Linked DNA regions of Rattus norvegicus: all the other regions are linked to region 3. A link is a contact called in public Hi-C and HiChIP or PLAC-seq data. All regions are on one chromosome and are shown on one strand. The core of a region is the stretch at or near the end of the contact, and the rest is flanking DNA. Distances in the headings are between cores, read along the strand shown. Region 1 overlaps Syn3 (synapsin III). Region 2 overlaps Syn3 (synapsin III). Region 3 overlaps Syn3 (synapsin III).

Evidence for each region. Hi-C and Micro-C count contacts between places; a contact is called where the count stands out from the background. HiChIP or PLAC-seq counts read pairs in DNA pulled down with a chosen protein or histone mark.
Region 1: a contact with region 3 is called in an H3K27ac HiChIP or PLAC-seq map of oligodendrocytes, with 5 times the contacts expected there. The contact joins two enhancer-like sites. A contact is called at or near these places in 1 of 12 Hi-C or Micro-C datasets (the A7r5 cell line) and 1 of 1 datasets of contacts at active chromatin or transcription factors (oligodendrocytes).
Region 2: a Hi-C map of Schwann cells shows a contact between it and region 3, with 4 times the contacts expected there. The contact joins two enhancer-like sites. A contact is called at or near these places in 1 of 12 Hi-C or Micro-C datasets (Schwann cells) and 1 of 1 datasets of contacts at active chromatin or transcription factors (oligodendrocytes).

Annotation. Positions count from the first base shown.
Region 1 is chr7:19,436,040-19,440,110 of GRCr8, reverse strand. The region is part of intron 6 of Syn3 (synapsin III); the gene reads right to left. All of the region lies in intron 1 of Timp3 (TIMP metallopeptidase inhibitor 3), which reads left to right. Among named protein-coding and RNA genes, the nearest start is that of Timp3, 21 kb to the left of the region's middle. Within about 2 kb of position 2,345, at least 30 of the 93 cell types and tissues checked have an H3K27ac peak or open chromatin away from gene starts, as enhancers often do.
Region 2 is chr7:19,509,361-19,513,584 of GRCr8, reverse strand. All of the region lies in intron 6 of Syn3 (synapsin III), which reads right to left. Among named protein-coding and RNA genes, the nearest start is that of Timp3, 52 kb to the right of the region's middle. Within about 2 kb of position 1,889, at least 12 of the 93 cell types and tissues checked have an H3K27ac peak or open chromatin away from gene starts, as enhancers often do. A contact at or near this core is called in Schwann cells, where this site is marked.
Region 3 is chr7:19,678,798-19,682,980 of GRCr8, reverse strand. It overlaps Syn3 (synapsin III), which reads right to left. Exons shown (of 14, transcript NM_017109.2): 11 at 2,508-2,642; 12 at 1,829-1,916. Among named protein-coding and RNA genes, the nearest start is that of Fbxo7, 44 kb to the left of the region's middle. Within about 2 kb of position 2,775, at least 49 of the 93 cell types and tissues checked have an H3K27ac peak or open chromatin away from gene starts, as enhancers often do. A contact at or near this core is called in Schwann cells, where this site is marked.

The DNA.
Region 1 (4,071 bases), core at 1,096-3,595, 240 kb after region 3:
CAGGGAGATGAACTGAGAATGAAGGACGTTGAGATTGAAGCCCAGCTTCAGACTTTTATTGTCCTCCGGAGAGTGAACTGTGAGTTTGGAACCTCGCTCCTACCAGTGACAAGGTGGGAAGGGTCCCATTTCTAATTCAGAACTGGCTGGCGGGAAGGTAGGTGAGAGGTGGCAGCCATGACCAGGGCCCTCAATAAATGCTGACCCACTGAGAAGTGTGCCCTTTACTTCCTAAAAAAGCGTTTGCTCTCTCATAGCCATGAAAGCCTTCTCAGTGCATTCATGGTACCAGTGGAGGTTACGGAAGGTTTGACATCACCCTGGTGAAGGAGGATTTCAAGAATGCATTTCTAGAGGCAAGATCAAAACCAGGCAAATGGTGGGCACAGAATGCCAGATTTGGTGCTTTGGGATTAGGCCTGTGTCTGAAGTCACAGAAACAAGAAATCCTCAGGAAACACAAGCCCAGAGGTGGAAAACTTTTTCCTGGGGTAGCTAGCAACAAGGGGAGGAAAGGAAGCAGCTCCTAGTATGTAGCCAGATTCTTTCTTGGGCATTTACTATTCCATATAGTGGCACCATATCCCACCACCCACCTCACGTCAGTGGAGAGACACTTTTAGAGACCCATAGAGAAGAGCCTTCAGTGGCCCTCAATACTATCTTTCACTGCCTACTTCTGCACCTGCAAAAGAGAAAAAAAAAAAAAAGACCCAGGTCCCCTCCCATCTGCCCACCCTCTTCCTACTTCCCAACAGATGGCTTATTACAGGTGCTGATCGCATTGGGGATTTCCAGATGATGCCCCTGAATTTGGCAGAGTCGTACGGGGAATCCTGGTATTTGATCTTTCCCATCCTCACGGATATGGGTCTCACCTTCACAGGCTACTGAGGAGAAAAAGTATTATTGCCGCTGGAAAAGACATACTGGTGCTGTGCATCCAGGGCTCCCAGAATGTGCATACCCTTTAACGAACAATTGTTTCTCTAGAATTGTGGTCCAAAGAAATAACTGGGCAATGCCTAAATGTCTCCTACAGGGAAATCTCTTAAATATTATCATTAGATATTAAATTAATTCATAAAATGTTTATATAATTATGTAAATATAGACATGATAAATATAATCACAGTGGGCTACCAAAGAGCCATAAAATAGCTTTTTTCTTTTTTTTTTTCTTTTTTTCGGAGCTGGGGTTTTCTTTGTTTATGAGCATGGAACTGCCCTTGGGACACTTTTGAGTAATAGTAACTTGTTTGTTTTTTTATAATAATAATAATAAAAGACAGGAATACGTATATAGGTACTTAGAGAAAAGTAAGAATGTCTATCTTCTAAAATATCAACACTGTTTATTCATGAGGTGTGTAATTTTGGATGATTGTCATTTTGACCTGTATTTTCCAGAAAATGCAATTTCACCACCGGGACATGTCCCTTTTATAATCATATAAAAGAACAATAGAAAGAAAGTTTGCTCCACAGATCCTCTGCATCTGGGCAGAGGGCTCCATGGTCGGTGGAAGCCAGCAGAGCCTGCTTCTTTTTGGGATGCTCTTTATAGATCCTGGGGTGCTCTCAGATTTTGTGCTATGTTTCCTGGAGCCCTGATTACTATGTGGACTTGGACATTGGATGGTGCTTTCTCTGAGGCACCTGCTCTGGGAGGGATCTGTGGGACCTTCCACAAGAGATTTCCAAATGGAATGTTCCTGTGGAGTTGGGGGATGGGTTGTGGGCGGGCAGGTTTCCTCTGCTTCTCTCCTAAATGGGCCAGCTCTGGGACTGGGAGTTTGCCAAGAGAGTCAGGGAAACCAGGCTTTTGAGGGCCCTCCCTGTCTAAGTCTAGAAATATCCAGGGTCCTGTGGACAGGGCTAAAGCTGGCCCAGGCCTAGAGGGGGCTAGTCCTGGGAAAGGGTGCACACCCGCCAGCAGGGGCAGCTGGTGAAGGAAGGGGAGTATCTCAAGAAAACATGAGGGGCCTTGGGGGTTGGGTTCTGGGCAGACAGTATGGTGACTGGCTGGGGCCAGAGAAAACTTGGCAAGCTCTGGAAGGGCTAGTGAGAGGCCACCTGGGGGCTGGGAGGGAACTCTGGATTCAATGTGAAAAGACCTGGTCCTTGTAGAATCCCATGCCCCCCTCCTCATTTGTTACAGGCATCTTGGGCAATTCACTCCACTCCAAGAGCCCTACCTCCACACCTGAACAGGTGAAGGTCACTGTATGCCGTGTGTGTGTGTGTGTGTGTGTGTGTGTGTGTGTGTGTGTGTGTGTGTGTGTAGGGGGAATAAGCAGAAAGGGTACCATGCAACCATGCAAGACAGCTTTGTGCTGGATCAAACATTTGTCCTAAGTTCACCATCACTAGACCCCTAGTTAGAGAAAGCAAACAAACGTACCTGGAGATCCCAGGCTAGGGAGACGGATCTTTCAAGTGGAGGACACATATATGCACCTATACCTGTATATTACACAATACACAGCATTTTTTTTTTTTGGTTCTTTTTTTTTTCGGAGCTGGGGACCGAACCCAGGGCCTTGCGCTTCCTAGGCAAGCGCTCTGCCACTGAGCTAAATCCCCAGCCCCCACAGCATGTTTTATAAGAAGAATATTTTTAGGAATAGCCGAGGTCAGATCGGTCAGGGGCATGTAGGACAGAAAGTCTGCTTTCATTGGCTGAATAGAGTATGAGCATGGCCCCCTTCTCAAGGGACACCCACATCCTTTTCCCCCATTCCCACTCAGGACCAATGCTTCAGGCATTTGCCTTTGTGATGGAGCAGAGAAGAGAGGGCAGTGTGCCTTCACTCTGAAAGAGATGTTTCCTCTGCACTCCGCATACTAAAACTGCTCACTGCAGCCCGACGTTTTGCTTTTTTTTTTTTTTTAATGAGCACAGAGGATCTGGAAGGCAGAAAGGAACTTTGTTTAGGAAGGTGGCCTCATGCTGTGACTTTGTGACCTAAATGAATAGGCTCCTGGTGGCCCTCAATCTGTCCTGGGACTAGTTGCCTCCAACTTTGAAATAACCAAGGGGGCTTTGCAAGCTCCAAAAGGAACAGATAAGCTTTCCTTCAGGCCAGTCAGCATCTGGCCTCTGTGGGGGAGAGACAGGCTGCAGGGAGGGGGATGGAGGCAAGTGTGAGTTCATGTGATCTGAGGAGCTGTGTTGAAAGCTCTTCTAGCTACCTGTCACCCTGAGATGTCTACAGAGAGCCCACTGACCCCCTGATTGGAGCAAGTGTAGCCTGGAATCACAGGCTGGGGCCTGTGATGTGAGCCAAGGAGCCGCTGACTTGGATTGAGGGACTACTAAATGACGTGTTTGAAGATAGGCGATAGCTTCTAGGTCCAGGTAAAACACGTAAGATGCCAATGGACATGAATATGTACAGAAGGCTATAAACATCTATGTGTGTATATTCATGAGTACACACAGACATTAACATACAAGATGCTTATCACAGATCTTTACAAAACTGTCCAACAAACTCTTGGGGTTGGACCGTATGAATGAACGTATTTGGACTGGCAGAACACAGATCACTGACAAATGTGTTCTGGGTGATTCCAGAGGGGAAACCATGTCTGGGTGTGAGCAGGACTCAGTCAGTCTAGGAGACAGTCTCGAAGGTACCCTGCAAATGCCATATCTTAGTCATGCCATTTTCATTCTGCTGTCCTGCAAAGTCACATCCTTATACAAAGGAAACAATGCAAGAAAACAGGAAGCGGACTGGAAAACTGGCAGGGAGAGCGTGGATCAGGGACCATAGCAGGAAAAACAGGTAACATGTCGAATCCCACGATCCATATCACAGAGATAACAGATGACTCAAACTCTGAGAGAAGCACAGTTCTCTTTCTGTTTGACAGTAGCCAGTGCATGCATACAGGTCCTCTGGTTAATTCCTGTCTTCTAGCATTTTAGATAATACAATCTTTTAGAGGAACAACACTTCTAGATCATGCTGGGTTCTGCAAATATTTACTAGATACCTAGGTGTCTGCCCCTGAACCCCAGCCTGTCACCCAGGAGGTGTCCAAGTGAGCTAGTGATCTCTT
Region 2 (4,224 bases), core at 640-3,139, 170 kb after region 3:
ACTACTCCACTTGCTATTAAATAACAGCCTCCCTGGGGCTCAGCTTTCTCATCTGTAAAATGGGTCCACTTAAAACCTTCATGGAGAGAAACCTTTGTACATGCCAACTGTCGCTACTGTAATCATTACTGTGTTTCTTCGCTTGTATTAAGTTCCTGTGTATCTGCAAATCTTTCCACCGTCTTAACACAATGGCAAAGCTGTTTGGGATGAACTTCCAATGAGATCCCATTCTCCCCTCTCCCTCCAGACACTCACTGGGACCAGATCATAGTCTTACTCAAGGGTTCACCTGTACCAGTTAAAACAGTCCCCAGCTCACTGTAGCCTTTTGATGACACTTGCTAACTAGGTCCACCCAGCCCCTCTGGACCCGGGCATGTGTACATCATTAATGCCATTCTGCAAATGAGGAAACAAAATATTGCATTCATGGTCACCAACTCTGTGAAATCTGTCTGGTTCCAGTCCAGCCCGATCCCCCCACCTGCTTCCTGATGACTCCCCACTCAGATATGTTCGGTGAGATGGTGCAGGCAGAGGGTGAGAAGGGACCTCTAGATCCAGTTCAATTCTGAGTAGTCCCCAGCCCCATTTTCGGGTTCCGAGTCTGTGGCTGAGTCACCTGATTGCCCTGCATTTCCAAGTGTTTGTATGAAGTTGGGATCACAGTGGCCTGTCCTTCGGGATTGATCTTGGAGGGAGGAGGCTACTTCACAGAGGTGAGACTATTCACTCGTGAGTGTAAGCTTCCCGAGGGTGAAGACCGCGTCCATCTATTTTACTTTGCCAACTTGCTTAGGCCATAGAAATGGAAGCCACACTTACCAGTCATCTGTTAAGGGACAGTCATGTAGTCCCTCTGCTCACCTGCTGCCCTCTCCCACACCCCTTCCCCCAGAGGACTCCTTCCATCCTTCTCTCCTTAGTCCTCTGTCCTACATGCATTTCACTGTCAGATCTTTTCTGTCCCTTTCATGACCCCCTCCGTATTTCTTGACCTCCCCCCATATATACAGACGTATATAATTTCAAATCTAGGGTCTGCACAAAAGAGAAAGTGTGGTGTCTGTCTCTCCAAGTCTGGCCTAATTAATTTAACATAATAATCTCCAGTTGCATCTATTTTCCTGCAAATGCCATGCTCTCATTCTTTATGGCTGCACAAAAATTCTGCTCTGTACGTTTACCACATTCTCTTTGTCCATTCGTCCTGGAGGACTTCTAGGTAGGTTCTATTTTCTGGCCGTTTTGAGTAGTTCCACCATAAACATGGAATAGCAAGTGCCTCTGCTGACACCACACTATAAAGTCATTTCCTGAAGTTACCTACTGACTACAATCAAGACAAAAGCCAAAAAACCCTGAGGTTCAGAGAGGTTACACAAATTGCCCAGCTTTCGCTGCTCCTGACTGATTCAAACTCAGGATTTCCATTGCTCGACTCACTACTGTTTAACATCGGCTCTGGGTCTCAGTTGAATATGGAAGGCTGTCTTTCCCAGTTACCACGATGTCCCCTGGGATAATCTGCACCGAAACACATGGGGAATCGGTGGGTCCTTGAATATAGTGTCTGAATGTCAAAGGATCATGACAGTGACCGATGACCTGATCAATGATGCTCCAGTTAGCTCCTTGGAAGTCACAATCAAAGACCAATGAAGGGAGCTGGATGAGCAGTGGAAGCAGCATCAATACGGCTTAATCTTGCCTGACCAGGATTTGTCAAGGGAGTGGGATAGGAAGAGAACAGCCATTTTACACAATTATGATGACGCACGGGCCTTTCTTGGGCCTAAAATGCTTCCCGAGTCCCGAGGGGAGTCGCATGAATACCTCATTGTGCCCACAGAGGAGGAAGTAACAAAGACTTCTTATCTTGCAGCTCGCCATGCCAGGACCAGAATTATCTTTGACATTCTGGGCTGCCGTGCATTCTCCTCTGGCGGGGTGGCTTCTGGTAGCTGCCTCTTGATAGCTACTGAATGTCCGACATGCTCCTCGGCTACAGCTAAACCTTCGCCATGTCTGTGGCTTTCTTCGGGCGATGGACAGCTGTACATCTCTGTGTCCCAGCACCTGGTGTAGGGTTTGATATGGAGCCTAAACTCACACAATGCTGAACCGAAGCCTGAAAGCTTGGCCAAGTATAGAAGGAATGGCCAAAGCCGTGGGATGCTGTTGGAGTCATCAGTGTGGTCAGACCCTATCGGTTCTGCCAGCGGGACGGATGATCAGTAGGATTTGGACACTGGGCTTAAAGGTGCTGGGTAGTGGACTTCCTGAGAACATCCTGGAAAAGGCGGAGACATTATCAGAACCCAGGACCCACTTCAGTCCAAGCCTGGGTGAGAGAACCAAGGACTGGTAATGAATCCAAAGGGCCAGAAGCCAGGGTTGCACTGAGCCAAATGCTAGAGAGATGTGATCTGAGTGAGAAAGGGTTCAGAAATAAATGGAGACTATAGGCCCATTGCTGCCATGACTGGTAGGTGTAGAGAGAGGCTGGGCCTGCTGCCTTGAACGGCCTGAGCTGGGTGAACAGATGCAGTGCTCTGTCTGATGTCTGCGTGACAGCGACTTGGAGGCATCTCTGCATGTGGGAGCAATTTGAAAATTCCTGAGCCCAGATTAAGCCAGCTAACAATATGCATGGATATGTATGTATGTGGATTTGTCTTCAGTAGGCTTCTCAGCCCTTTGGCCAGCAACCCCTTCTCATGTTATCTTAGCCACCTAGACTCATCTCTAGTGCAAGGGACAGGTAGCAAAGCAAGTTAGCAGATCCCTTGCCTTCTACACACACACACACACACACACACACACACACACACACACACACACACACACACACACACACACAGGTGGGGAAGAACTGTTGGCCCAACACCAGCCAGGCCTCTTTCCTTAAAATTTAGGACTGGTGGGAAGAAAAAGGAGTCAGACAGACAGATTGACAGGCATTCTGGCATCCTGAGCAGCTGGCCACGCAAAGATATCCATGCTTCTGGCTTCCTGGATCTGAAAAGCAGAGGAACCCTATCAGTAGGGAAATAGAAGCACAGAGCATATGCCAGAAAGGGAAGGAGATCAGTGATATGAAAGTGTGTCAGCAGTACTTCCTGGTTCCAGGCTATTCCTGGATTGACTGGTGCCCCGAAATCCCATGAGACCCTTCCCATATGTCTTGAGAGAAATCCTTATTTAAAGATGCTTCTACTGGTGTCTACCAGTTAGTTATTCAGAGTCCTGATACCCCTCCCTCTGCAACCTTTGCTTCCTCCCAATCTAGCACTGCTTCTAAAGGTAGACAGGATCTTCTCTCTCCATTCTCTTCTACCTGTGTGGTACCTATCTCTCTGAAAGGACTAGGAAAAGCTGACTTCCTTGGATCTGGGACTCCTGGTACGATTTATATTTCCTTGAGACAAAAGTAAGGGGAAGGCCACTCTAGCTGCTTCCACTGCTGCTATGGGGCCCTGAAGCTATTTCCAGGGGCATTTGCTATGTATGCTGGACATGCAAGGGTATGAGGCATGTGCTTTCTGTAGGTTCATGCCAGATGGACAGGGTTCAAATCTTAGCTCTGCCACTTCTAGTTAAGGGACTTTGAGCAAGTGTCTTAAGTTGGGCAGGGAGAGAGGTGTTTTATTCTCATCACACTAATTTACAGTAAAGGATCTGAGGACTGATGCATCACCGTCAGATGACAGCCCCACCACCTCCCACACTAACTCATGAATCATAGTCACCGGCCCCTCAAAGACAGAGGGGTCAACATCCCCTCCAGCTTAGGGTGTGGATGCCAACATTCGCATTCCTCTGTGGGGCTCCCACCTCACCTCTGGCATCTTGCACCCCTCCTGCTCATCAGTCCCTAGGTTTACTGACAAAACAGAGAGGTTAAGCGGGCTGTCTCAATGGCAGGAAACAGAGACCAGGATGTGCACAGCTGTAGCAGATGCCCAGCGGAAAGGGACCAGAGCAAAGGGCTCCAGAACAGGATGTGCTATTGATAGATAGGTCAGGGGCATCTCTGACCATTTTCCAGAATCGGAGTTACAATTTGCCTGCTCCAACATACTCATCTTCTTATGTTTGTTCTTGTTTCTCTTTGTTAATTAAATGTACTTTACCGATGTGTAAACTACATGACATAGAAGCATCGCTCTCGAGTGTGTATGTGAGTGCACACGTGTGGTCCATGTGTACCGAGGTCTA
Region 3 (4,183 bases), core at 1,526-4,025:
GAATCAGTCAGCTCGGAGAGGAGTTTGAGCCAAAACAGCTGAGTTGAATTAGCCAGCCAGAGTTCAGAAAGAGCTAGAAAGGGTGGGTTTATTCAGCAGCAGGTCTCTGAGGCCGAAAAACACTCTAGGTCTAGATTGTGTGGTTAGCAGACAGAGGCAGCACGCCTCTGAGACAATTACTACAGAAAAAAAGTTGCTTTTACCGGAAGAAGAGAGAGAAAGCTGAAAGGGATGAAGGAAGGGAGGGAAGGAGGAGGGAGCTGTGTTTCCTAGAGCTGTGGAAGAGGCAGCCATCTGGTGCTCCAAACAAAACTGTCGCTTTAATAGAAGTGACTAGCAAGCTCAGGACAGGGTGGAGATGCCTTCCTTCTGTTGATGGAGAACCTCCGCTTTGGCATCTCCAGGCCAAGTCGCTCTGAAGCCCCAGCTGGCCCAGAGCAGCAGGGCTGGGCACCCTGGTCTGCTGCAAGAGACATGCTTGCAGTGCTCCTCTTGAGCCTGTGTGTGGGAGACCCTCCACACCCGACCTTCCTCCAGGAGGTCTTTAGCTTTTCTCCCGATTCCCCCTCCTCTCGAGGTCCATCCTGTATCCACCTGCTAACAAGCGGTGGCTCTTTTGGAGTAGTGCAGGGATGGTTTTGAGGAAGAATGTCAGCAGCCGAGGGTATAATGTTCTGAGTTTCTTTTCTCTTTCTCACTCTAGCTGGTTGGCTCACAAATGTATGCCCAGGCATCACTAGTGGCTAGAAATAACATTTCCCAGAAGGTTTGAAAGTCCAGGCTGGCAAACCTGCCATCTTCTCATCGTGCCTTCCTGGGCAAAGCTTCAACTTCCTACTTGGGGAAGGGAAATGCTAACACTTCCTCTGCAGAGCGGCTGGGAGGATGAATTCCAGTGCAGAAGGGAGTGGCCCCAGAACAGGGGCTGACATGTTAAATGCTTAGCAATCCTTCTGTTCTCTTTTCCCAACTCCTTTCCCTGACCTCAGGAGGACAGCATCCCTCCTGGGGTCCTCATCATGCAGACGGAGGGAGTATATATAAATAGTAAGGATAAAGCATTAGGAATGGATTGTCTATACCAGCAGTTCTCATGGATCATAGCCCCTTGCGGGGGGGGGGGAGCAACCTTTTCACAGGGATCGCTCAAGACCATCAGAAAACTCAGATCATAATTTCATGGTTGAGAGTTAACACAACAGGAGGAACTGTATTAAAGGGTTGCTGCATCTGGAAGGTTGAGAGCCACTGGGCTAGACTGTCTCCAGCAACCCACTGTTATTGATTTAATTAGTTAGCTGCTCTGTGTATGTGTGTACACGTGGAGGTCAGAGGACACTGAGTGTCTTCCTCTCTTGCTTCCTACCTTACTCCCTCTAGACCAGTGGCTCTCGACCTTCCTGATGCTGCCACCCCTTAATCTAGTTCCTCAGGGTTCGGTGACCACCCAACCACAAAATTCTTTTTGTTGCTACTTTATAGCCGTAATTTTGCTACTATTATGATTCATAATGTATGTGTCTGATATGCAGGATATCTGACATGCAACCCCAGAGGGGTTGAGAACCACTGCTTTGGACAGCATCTCTTATTGAGCTAAACTAACTGGTCAGCCAGTTCCCAGGAACTGCCTGTCCCTCCCTTCCCCCAGTGTTGTAAATACAGACATGTTTGGCTATGTCCAGCTTGTTACTTGTGTGATGGGGATTTGAACTCATGTTGTCATGCTCGCACAGAATGTGTTCTTATCACTGAGACACCTCACAGTCCTCTGCACTGCATTTCAGTTTCATTGATACAGTGTTTCTCAGTGGCTGCCCCATCTTACCTTGTGGAGGTGGCCTTGGCTGGGGCTGTCCGAGCAGAGGTCCTAGCTGGCCTTGCCCTGGAGATTTTGCAGATTTAGTCTGTGGACCCTAGAGTAAGAGAAGAGGAAGGAAGCCCCTGGCTACAGTAATTCTGGTAGGAGGCAAAGCCTTAGATACATCTTTATTTTAAAAATCACTGATGTAAAGTACACAATGCATGATTCTTCAGTGTACCTCCTGATAGGTTTTTAGGATAGCCACGGAAGATGCTGCAAATGCCTCCTGGCTCCTAGAAGCCCCTTGAGTTCAACTACTATTCCTGTGTGTATGAAGAGATGGGTTTCTGTGGGATAAGTAGGGGTTGGTGTTGGGGGAAAGATTTGAAACTTGCTTTCCCAGAAGGCTGACGATTGCTGGGTCGGGGGATGGGAAGCCTGAGACACAATAGTTTCTATTGTCCTGTGCACTGGGAACATAGGGCATCTGTGTGCCTGGATTCTTTCACACATCTCCATTCAGATCCAACATGGAGACAGAGAGATGAACATTGCCATCAATCAATCCAAAGATGATGGGACAGGAGTTTTCTTTCTAGGAGAGATGAGCAAGAAAGGGTCCCTGCAAGGCCCTTGCCAGCCTCTGTCCCCACCCCCTTCTCCTATAGGATGCCTGCCTGGGGTTATCTCAAGAAAACCTTACCCAAGGTCTCAGGGGGGAGGGCACCGAGGCCCCTGGCACCAGGAGTTGGCTCATCTTGGAAACAACAAGGTCAGCCATTAACTGCTTGTCCTCCTCCACATGTTCTCCAATCAGTGGCATTGAACTGTCCATGACCTGGTGTGGGGGAGGAGAGGAGGTTGAAGAACCCTGAAGTTGGCTTTTTATTTCTGGAGTGTTGACACTGCGCTCAAGGCAGAATGACCACTAGATGGCAATGTTCTCCATGCAACGCACCCAGCTGGGCACTTCCTGCTGTCTGGGCTCCCAGCAGACACGCAGTTCTCTCTAGTTCCTTGTGAAGGGCTCCCTGGATTCAGTTCCACTCAGCCTCCACACCCTGGAGTCCAGCAACGTGACCAGGGCTGGGGAGCACGTGTTGACCTTCTCTGTACTCTGGGGCGTCAGTCTCTGCCCCCTCATTTCCCACCCTCTCGTTTCCCACTCCACTGTCCTCCCAGAGCTGGGGCTGGCCCTCTCTCTTCTGGCCCAAGGTTAAAGATGTCCTCAGAGCTGGGAACTGGTGGGGGCTCAATTAGAACAACAACTAACAATTTGACACAGGCTGGAAGTGACCCAGGGTTAACAGAGAAGACAAAAGAGGAAAAACATTGTTCTGGGGGCTCCCAGCTGGACACAGACCTAAAATGAAACTCTCCTTGGGAACCAGGCTGTCCTTAAGGAAGAAGGGGCTGCATTTTGGGAAGTCACGTTGGCCCAGTCTACTTTTGTAGTAGATGGGGAAACTGAGGCGCAGAGGTGTGAGTCAGTGTGCCAGGTGATCACGAGGTACAGGCAGCTGATGGTCTTAAGGGGACATAAAGTCTTGGTGGACTTGGGACAGAGCTGTGTTTGTCACCTCTTTCCTCTACCGTTGGAATTCAGCCTTCCCCTGTCTGTCACCTGATTCACCCTGCCAAACCCTGGCCCTTCGCCCAGCTCTGGGGTAATCGGATATTCTTACTTCCAGACCCTGTACCTAGCTCTCTCTGCCCACTCCTCACCTGGCTAACTCCTCACTCAACACGAAACATCTAGTCCACCCTTCCTCCAGAAACCCTTCAGGACCACACCCGTTCCTAGGAGCCCCTCTGTGACCATGTCTTTGCTGAGCTCACTCAACTGACCCACTGGAGAGCTTAGTCCCAGAATTATCATAAAGTCAGAGTGGCCAGTGTCCTGGGGGAACTATGGGTGGGGGGAGGTCCTTGCAGTAAACTCTGTTTACCATGGGAAGGCCTTGACAGTACAGGGTCACTGAGCGCTGGTGCGATACGGGACACTATTCTAAGACCCAGGTATCGATGATGCCAGTGCTGTCACTTTGCAGGGCTGGGAATGTGACGACAGTGCTCACCTCGCATACCTGGGGCCTTGGCTTCCACCCCCAGCACCTATGATTCCAGCATTCAGGAGGCAGAGGCAAGGGCAACAAAAGTTCAAGGTCTTCCTACATATTGAATTTGAGGGTAGCCTGGGCTACACGGGGACCTATCTTAGAATGAGCCTTCAAGGCAGGTTCTACGATTACATGGTTTCCTCGTCAGGGCTGAGGAAACGGATGGAGAGTTCTATAGCTGCAGGGGCCTCCTAACCAAGCACCAGGCAGATGAGGCGGCCAGGGTTCCAGGCCTATGTTCTGCTATGGACTTGCTTAG